Linked DNA regions of Mus musculus: regions 1 and 3 are each linked to region 2. A link is a contact called in public HiChIP or PLAC-seq data. All regions are on one chromosome and are shown on one strand. Each heading gives the region's core, a stretch centred on a gene start, on an enhancer-like site or on the middle of the called end of the contact. The rest is flanking DNA. Distances are from core to core; before and after follow the strand shown.

Region 1 (2,700 bases), core at 86-2,585, 120 kb before region 2:
GCCCTGGGCAGTCCTTGTGATCCTTCTAGCTCTGCTGTACTAGTCACTCAAGGCTCAGCCATGTGCTCTGCTTCAATTCTGTGCTTTCCGTGTTTTGAGCAATTCTATCAGGATTGGTAGCTGGTTGGGGCTGGGAGTATAGGTAGAGGAAGAAGGGTTAGTGGAAGGAAATAGGAGAGTAACCTCTTCCGAGGCCCCCTCCAGCCTGACACGTTGCTGCCCTCAATGTACCTGGTGGCTCTGCCAAAGGGAACAAAGGAGGAAGGGCTGAGAAAAGGGTTAAGAGCAACTCTGTGACTTTAGATCCATGACAGCAAACCAGCAAACTTGAGACAGTAGCCTTATCAACTTCAGATTTCCCACTCCTCTCTCTCCTCTCCTCTCCTCTCCTCTCCTCTCCTCTCCTCTCCTCTCCTCTCCTCTCCTCTCCTCTCCTCTCCTCTCCTCTCCTCTCCTCTCCTCTCCTCTCCTCTCCTCTCCTTTCTGAAGAACTTGTGATTGTAAACCATAGATATGACTTTCTAAACACCTTAGTTTCCTGCAAAGTCAAGGGAATTCTGGGTGGGAGAATCCACAGTCCTAGCTTCCCCTGTCTCCTTGGGGGCCCAGGATTAGGGGATTTTGATCCTCCTTCTTTGGCTCCTCCTCCTTCTCTGTATCTCTTTCCCTTTGGGTTTTGTTCTTGATCTGCAACTAATCCCCTTAAAGTGATAGCTGATAAAAGGATTAGTTGAGAGCTCCCTAGGGGTATTTATATTGTAGGAAGGATTTTAAGGACGGTTGGTGGAATTTTAAGCCTTTTGACTGGCAGGATGGAGTGGAGCTACTTCAAATGATATCACAGAGGAGAAAGGGGAAATTAGCATTCACTGTGTGCCTAGCAGTGTCCCAGGCACAGTGCCAAAAGCTTCATATAATGCTATTTTACTTGCTTGGGGAGCTGATAAGGAAGTTAAGGCCCAGGGAGGTCAATAATTGCTGCAACCGCACATCTAGGAAGTGGGGGAGTGGGGCTTTTGGACTCTTGTGTGTGATTCTGGAGCTTTCTCCCTGGCCTATCCAGAGCTGCAGTAGCAGGTGAGAAGTTTTGTTTAGGCTGCAGCACAGCCCTTACGCCCTCCTCCCACCCCCATCCCTTGCCCAACCTCTCTGTTAGGTGACCTGAGGACCCTGCATTCACCCTTCCCCACTTGCAGCTGAATGGTGCCCATCTGGAAGGCTGCCTGGGTCACCCAGAGTTTAAACACACATTTTGAGAGTCCAAAATGATAAAGTGCTCTGAAAAGCCACATCTCTTATGACTGGCTAAGGAGCCTCTTCCTTGGCTGCCAGTGTGGACAGGAGTGACTCAGCAGTTCCACTTTCAGTCCTGTCTGCCTCAGACAACACTGTTTGCTCAGTCCCGAGATGATGGCGGCCTACTTAGCCAGGGCGGAGGAGGAAGTTTTATTTCTGGAGCAGTTACAGATAAGGGGTCTTCTATCCTCTCCAAACAAGAGCCTGCACATAGATTCTCACATGTATGCCTATCTATGGGGTGACTCTAAGATGTTTCACTATTTTCTCCATTACCCCATCCTTGCCCCCAGCTCTCTGGTTTTTAGTGTTTAGGTGCCAGTTGCAAACTCATAAATATACCTCACCCCTGTCATACCAAGTGCATGAGGTTATGAAAACAGAGAACTAATGGGACATTTCTAGATAACTCAAAGTGAGTCATTATTCAAGGCCATTCTGCTAATCTCATGCACAGTGTAGGTAGGAGCCTATTAGATATGCTAGTCCTTAGTAAACCAGCTATTACTCTGTGATATGACCATCTCCTGATGGGGGACAGGAGACATGTTAATGCTGGATGTCCAGCTCAAGAGAAATTAGATGCCCTTGTTTATTTTTAATACCTGAAGAAGACATGGAAAAACAACTTTCTCAATTGGGAAGGAAGTTAAATATTTAGCTGGCATAGAAGAAGTAGGAAGCTGGCATAATGCTGAGACTGTAGCTCAATAGGGAAGCTTGTGCTCACATGCATGAGGCCATAAGTTCAATCCCCAGGACTACTAAATACACAAAAGTGTTGGCCTATTGCTATTTATAGTTATTTTTAATGTCTAGTTTCAAAGTAGTTTGGATATTGTGTCCTTTTCACTTAACAACTATGGGAGACATTCACTGACTAAAAGGGGTATAAAGGCTCTGGGCTGAGTAGAGTCAAAGTATGACTATGTGGAGCTCCCCTGAGACACATAAAGCCTGTTTTTCCAGAGATATGTGCTATACTGTGCACTGTAACTCACAGAAATCACTCTGTAGTAAAATGGAAGCATGGCACGTATACTCAAGAACTGAAGGGGAACTGAGGTCCAGGGTGGAGGAATACGCCCAACCTTGTAGTCAGTTGGTCCTTCTGCCCCAAGTTATCTGCAGTGGCTCACTGGGTCTGAGCTGTTGAATGAGGTGCTTTGCAATGGCCATGAGCAAGTATCTATCTGTCTGCCTACACAGAGTAAGTGTCCCTGTGCTCAGTTGTTCCTCTAGAGCACGAGAAACGAAGACACAGGATGGTATTGATGGTATTTAACTGTTTTAAATCCTCTCACCAGTGCGTGTATGTCTGTGCTCACCCAATCCCACCTGACCCTGTGTACATGAGGTCAGAGGTTGGCATCAGGCATCTTCCTTACTCCCCACCTTACTTTC
Region 2 (2,700 bases), core at 82-2,581:
ATGAATGTTAGGAAAACCAGCTCCTTTAAAGGAAATATACTTAATTATTAAAAAATAGTTATCACAAAAAATATCAAAGTAGTCTTAAGTATTGATGTGTATAATGTTTCCAGGTCTTTTAGTTCTAATGTGTTTAGAAGAACTTATAATCTTTGAAATATAAAAGACCGAGGAAACAGCATCAAAAAACTCTTCGGCCTAGAGGCATCAAGAACTTCAGACTTCACCGGCGCCATTGTTCTTCAACAGTTTGAAGAGTTTGAAACTTTTACATATGAAAAAGATTTTTTTCCTTAAAAAGAAAACTGTCAACAATCTTTTCCCTTCTAGTGAGCTGCAAAAGCGTGAGGTGACCACCAGTTGCTCCTTAGATCTTCTCACTGAAGATATAGTTCTCAGCAAATTAAATATGAAGTAGCACTGGAGTGAGCAAATTTACACAAAACACACAGTAAAATAAAAATCGAGGGCTTTATAATATGTTTCACTCCAACTAAGGCATGACACTGAGTTAAAATGTTCATATATTAAAATTAATATTTCGGACATTTACTTTAGAGCAAATGTGGTTGAAGATAAGACAACAGAGAACTTATTTTAAAGTTGAAACCCAATCTTCTGAAATGCTGCTCCAAATGCTCGTAGTATCTATGAGTGCTTCTGTCAAACTTGCAAGAGAACTATCTCTTTGAGTAGTCATAGCGTATATCCGTTCCTACCCTAGCCAGGTTTTAAATCACAGAGCACCTGGAGTTAGTTACATTTTTAGTCAGCAATTGATCACTTAGCTATGGACGACAGGAAGACTCCCACAGAGCACCTGATATCTTTGGAAGACCTGCCCAAGTCCAAGACTAAGTTATTCATTTAATAACTCCAGTTAACAATTTGCTTCGTGCATGATAATAAAGAGTTGACATTACAATAATGAACTCCAAATCAAGAGGCTTTCCAACTGTTAGCTATCCTACAACTTGGTTCATCTGGTTTTGTTTTCAAATGATCATTTAATTTTACATTTTTGTCCTTCATCCTGCTAAAAAGGGACACCTTTTAGCCTCTTCCTCACAGAAAACTTAACTTTTCTTTTTTCCCTTCTGAAATAAATGGCACGACCTCCCCCCTATTAGCATCAGAAGCAAAGCAGATTCTTAACAGTACAAGAACACAGCCAGACCATCCTGATGTGTAAGAACTTGGGGGCAGTTTGGCCACTTCACTACACACACCAACAAAAACGTGATGACGATGGGGCCACTCACCTACTCAATGGGAGTTAAGAAGAATTTAGCGCTGCAGCCTTCAGATCCCCAGCAGAGGTCCAGGCCCCTTCTTGACCTCCTCGCGTCCCTTATATAAAAGCAGCCCAGGCTACTCCCAGTTTCTGCCTCCTCACCTTAGGCTCCTCCCCAATCCCAAGCCATAAAGCACCGGGAGCCACACACCCACCTTCCGCCCCCAGCACGAGGGCTGCCTACTCCCGTGAGCCGGGCCCTGTGCTCGCCCCCTGCTTAGATTGAAGAGGGGCACTGGCGGGGCGGGGCCTTGGCGACAGTGACCCCGCTTTCCTCACACCTGGTGAGCCCCGGGCAGGGGGCCGTGGGCCAAATCGCCTCCGTGATCACGGGCGCATCCTCCTCCCCACCCTCCGACCCCTAGAGCCTCAGGGCGACCGGTGGCTGCTGGCGAGCCCCTCTCTAAATCTGTCACCAGGATCCGCACAATGCGGTCCCCAACGCGGTAGTTCTGGAGACCTGGCTTTCCTGTCAGGGTCTGGAACAGGGGCAACCCTGTTCCGCGCTCACACACATGCCTGCCTGCGCACCCTCTCAGGGAAGCACTGTGGCCCTCCGCACCGTGCCGGTGCCCCTCACGAGGACAGTCACCCTGTCAGTCACACTCGGCTCTCCAGGAGGGTGACCGGTCCTCAGCCGAGACCCCTCACTCTGTCCCTGAGTCCGCGACCCCGCCCCGCTATCACTCTCTCGCTCTTCTCTTGTGTGACTTCTCCTCAGCCCGCGCGATCCCCTCAGACCCAGACTCTGTCACCTTGTCTGTCACATTCGGTCCTGTCAAGAGTTTGCCTTCTCCTCAGCCGGGGTCCCTTGAGTCAAGATTCTGTCACTTGGTCACTCTCCGTCCTGTCGGAGTGTGGCTTTCCAGCCCGTATCCCCTCTAGTCGAGACAGGGTTAGGCTGTCAGTTACGCAGCCCTGTCAGAATGTGACTTCTCATCCCGAGTCCCCTCAGCGGAGACCCAGTCACCTAGCCAGTCAGATCCAGACCCCACAAGCCGAGACCCCCCCTCACCTTGTCTGTCACACAGTCCTGTCAGAACGTGACTTCTCAGCCCGCGTCCCCTCAACCGAGACCCCGTCAGGCTGTTGGTCTCACAGGCTCCTGTCAGAGTGTGACTTCTCCTCAGCCCGTCCCCTCAGCCCGGTCACCTTGTCGTCACACTCGGTCCCCTCAGGCTGCGCGCGACCCAATACCCCAGCGCAGCGCCCCAGGTCTCTTCTTCCGCGTCCCTCCGGCGGGCCGCGTGGCCCGGGGCGACTCTGACCTGAGGCGGCGGCTTGGCGGGTGCTGTGCGTCGGTGAGGCCGACCCGACCCGAGCGCCCCAGGCGGCTGCCGCTCTGAGTGCGACGGGCCCCGCCTGGCCGGCCGCGGACCGGAGGAGCCGAGCCGAGCCACCCGGCC
Region 3 (2,700 bases), core at 169-2,668, 100 kb before region 2:
GAATGTGTAAAATACTTGGAAACTGTAGTGCCTAGGGCCTTGTGTATCACTGTGAAAGTATCAATCACCTCTTTTGCAGGGAGAAACTCAACTGTTCTTACTGGCATGTGGCTTTCTCATAGCTACTAGCTGATTCCACTCGAAGTCATTTATCTAAAACGAAAGAAATAACCTGAGATAGTCCTCAAAACACATTAGGAGATAATACGATTTTTTTCTTCTAAAATCTAAATGGTCATCAAGTTACATGTATCCACCTAATAGTTGACTGGCTCTCCTGGCCATGAAAGTAACTGACCACACACAGGGTTTTCAAGAGCTGGATCCAGGTCTTCTGCATGGGACTTGTAGCTCCTACTGCCTAGGGACATTCATCATAGCATAGACATCAAAGCCAGACCCTGGCTGAAAGACCTGAAGAGCCCAATCCAGTGCACACTTGCAGCTGCTGGTGGACTGGGGAGCAGCATTGAGGTTTTATTTTAATGTAATTTGATGTTGATTCTCAACTTCCTATCAGAAGCTTTCTGCTTCCTAGAAAACTGGATTCAATGATAATTTTCATCTATTATGAATTGCTAAACAATATCAGTCAAAGAATCTCCAGGTACTTAAGAATACTTTTGTGGCTTGGGACTGTAGCTTAGTTCTAGCACACATGTACCCAACATGCTTGCCTGGGATTCAATCCAATAGTTAGCATACTAAACCAAGCAAGCAAGCAAGCAACCAACCATTCCATTGGAGTAGCATAGGCAACTTAGATCCTTGCAGAAAGTAGAACTCATGTATATAATAGAAGGCCAGAGCCTCCAGTTTCCCAGGAATAAAGCTAGGTACTGTAAGGAAATAGGTCTCATGATATCCTGATGTACTTTTGTGCCCACTTTGGACCTGGGACAAATGACCATAGAAAAACTGAAAGGTAGAAGTGGGACACAACAGCTTAACACACCTGCTCAGCCTCCTGCACGGCTTCTGAGACACTCTTGTGACTGGAAGGCTTCACGTTCATTCATGAGTGTAGAGATGACCTATGAGCTCTTGTATTACTCTCAAAGGTTTTTTATTACAGCTTGGAGGACTTACTCCCTTTTCAGAACAATGTTTACTTATCCTATTTGAAGACATTTCCTGTGTTTTGGACCTAGCCTGCCACTAGATTTTAACAGCCTGCAGCTGAGCTGTTTTTTGTTTGTTTGTTTGTTTGTTTTTGCATATGCATGTGCACCAAAGCAAATCATTTAGTCAAAGGAAACAACCCCCAGCCCCAGCCTCCCCCAGTGAAGAGAGCAGAAGAGAACTAACTGATTTGTCCGTTGTCTTTCCTGTCAAGATCGCCCTCGCCTTGGCTTTGGTCAGCGGGAAGGACTTTATGTATGAGTCATACAAATGCTTTGCCAGGGCTCGCAGATCAGCAGACTCTGGGTTCAGCTGGTCGATATCACTGGAGATCTCCGCCAACAGCTTCTCCTTCTCGGCCTGTGGCATCCGCCCAAACCTGATGGCTACAGAGGAAGAGGAATGACAGGATGAATCATTGGATCATTACTAGGGCTCCGCATTGTGCTCTCCCTAATCTTGGTTCCCACACTGAGAGTCCCTCTCTCCACCCGGCGCTGGTTCTGCCTTCTATCTACCACTTTGCTCATGTTTTTATTTCGCAACAGTAGCACAGACAAATGAAATTAACTTATTTACTTCTTCAGTTAAAAAAGGCAACATACGATCCTGTTAGGAAATTGGAAGGATCCGCTAGCAAACAGGAATACATATTCATTTAAACATGAATCGAGAGACAACTCCTATCCAAAGATGCAAAGTCATCTTTATAGAGCTTTCAAGTACAGCTAATTATTTCTTCCCAGTGTTCCCCCAACCCTAAGCATTTCAACAATCAAAATGTTCACACTGTACTATAATTATGACTTTTTATACCTCTAACCCCTCTGTAGAACAATGTCCTGCAGACAGGGACACTGTCATAATTATCTTGGTAACCTCTGCACTTCATAAAAGGTACGGCAGGAGCATCTTTGTGTTTCATGAATTAAACAGTTACGGAGAAGTTCAAGTTGTACAAACATAGGCCCTGTTCTCAGTCAGTTCATATGAGCTATCCGTTTCTGTTGTAAAGAAAGACCAGGGAACTTGGACATTAAATGGATGGAAACTGACTTACCCCCTAACTCTGCAGAATTCCCCCTTAATGAGGTTCATCAGAATACCTTTAATTTGGCTTCTCAAGGAGTGAGGAAGTGTGAATGCAAAGCAAAGACTTAAGACAGACTGTAGGGCCTAATGTAGGAATTGACCTGTGTGAGCTGGGGTGTCCTTTGGGCACAGAACCCTTGCTTGGCATGTGCAAGGCCTTCCCCAAAAAAATTAAATAAATAGTAATCTGTTTATAGACTTCTAACTTGCATAAAATTTCCTACTTCCTGGTCTGATATTACTTATAAAATGTCCCTTTGAGTAATGTTTCTTTGACACCATTCTTTGTTGAGCTAGCTCTCTTTAGGACACTGCTTTTCTCCAGTGGAACATCTTGCTCTCATACTTAGTAGTATCTTGAGCACCATTCTATGTGACACTCAAGATGATGGTGGGCTCTTTTACTTAGATGATAGGCTACTTGTGAGCAAAGGTTGGGGCACATTTACATATATCTTAGTACTTGGTAGAACTCAATCAATGTTG

The links. HiChIP or PLAC-seq counts read pairs in DNA pulled down with a chosen protein or histone mark.
Region 1: a contact with region 2 is called in an HNF4G HiChIP or PLAC-seq map of pancreatic cancer cells. The contact joins the enhancer-like site here to the promoter of Pparg in region 2. A contact is called at or near these places in 6 of 39 promoter capture datasets (HPC-7-derived erythroid cells, embryonic stem cells, frontonasal cranial neural crest and 3 more), 3 of 484 Hi-C or Micro-C datasets (the N1E-115 cell line, nephron progenitors and uterus), 9 of 115 datasets of contacts at active chromatin or transcription factors (the NIH/3T3 cell line, bone marrow-derived macrophages, embryonic forebrain and 6 more) and 4 of 9 other capture datasets (adipose tissue, bone marrow-derived macrophages, liver and 1 more).
Region 3: a contact with region 2 is called in an HNF4G HiChIP or PLAC-seq map of pancreatic cancer cells. The contact joins the enhancer-like site here to the promoter of Pparg in region 2. A contact is called at or near these places in 7 of 39 promoter capture datasets (the C10 cell line, the SN4741 cell line, embryonic stem cells and 3 more), 9 of 484 Hi-C or Micro-C datasets (the 3T3-L1 cell line, the AML12 cell line, CD4 T cells and 6 more), 6 of 115 datasets of contacts at active chromatin or transcription factors (bone marrow-derived macrophages, cardiomyocytes, embryonic forebrain and 3 more) and 4 of 9 other capture datasets (adipose tissue, bone marrow-derived macrophages, liver and 1 more).

What each region holds. Positions count from the first base shown.
Region 1 is chr6:115,479,131-115,481,830 of GRCm38.p6, reverse strand. The region is part of intron 7 of Pparg (peroxisome proliferator activated receptor gamma); the gene reads right to left. Among named protein-coding and RNA genes, the nearest start is that of Gm36301, 39 kb to the left of the region's middle. Within about 2 kb of position 1,335, at least 182 of the 459 cell types and tissues checked have an H3K27ac peak or open chromatin away from gene starts, as enhancers often do. A contact at or near this core is called in the N1E-115 cell line, the NIH/3T3 cell line, adipose tissue and 8 more, where this site is marked.
Region 2 is chr6:115,360,980-115,363,679 of GRCm38.p6, reverse strand. Pparg (peroxisome proliferator activated receptor gamma) reads right to left here and starts at 1,331. Exons shown (of 8, transcript NM_001308354.1): 1 at 1,263-1,331.
Region 3 is chr6:115,461,894-115,464,593 of GRCm38.p6, reverse strand. Pparg (peroxisome proliferator activated receptor gamma) reads right to left here. Exons shown (of 8, transcript NM_001308354.1): 6 at 1,309-1,508. Among named protein-coding and RNA genes, the nearest start is that of Gm36301, 56 kb to the left of the region's middle. Within about 2 kb of position 1,418, at least 94 of the 459 cell types and tissues checked have an H3K27ac peak or open chromatin away from gene starts, as enhancers often do. A contact at or near this core is called in the AML12 cell line, the N1E-115 cell line, adipose tissue and 7 more, where this site is marked.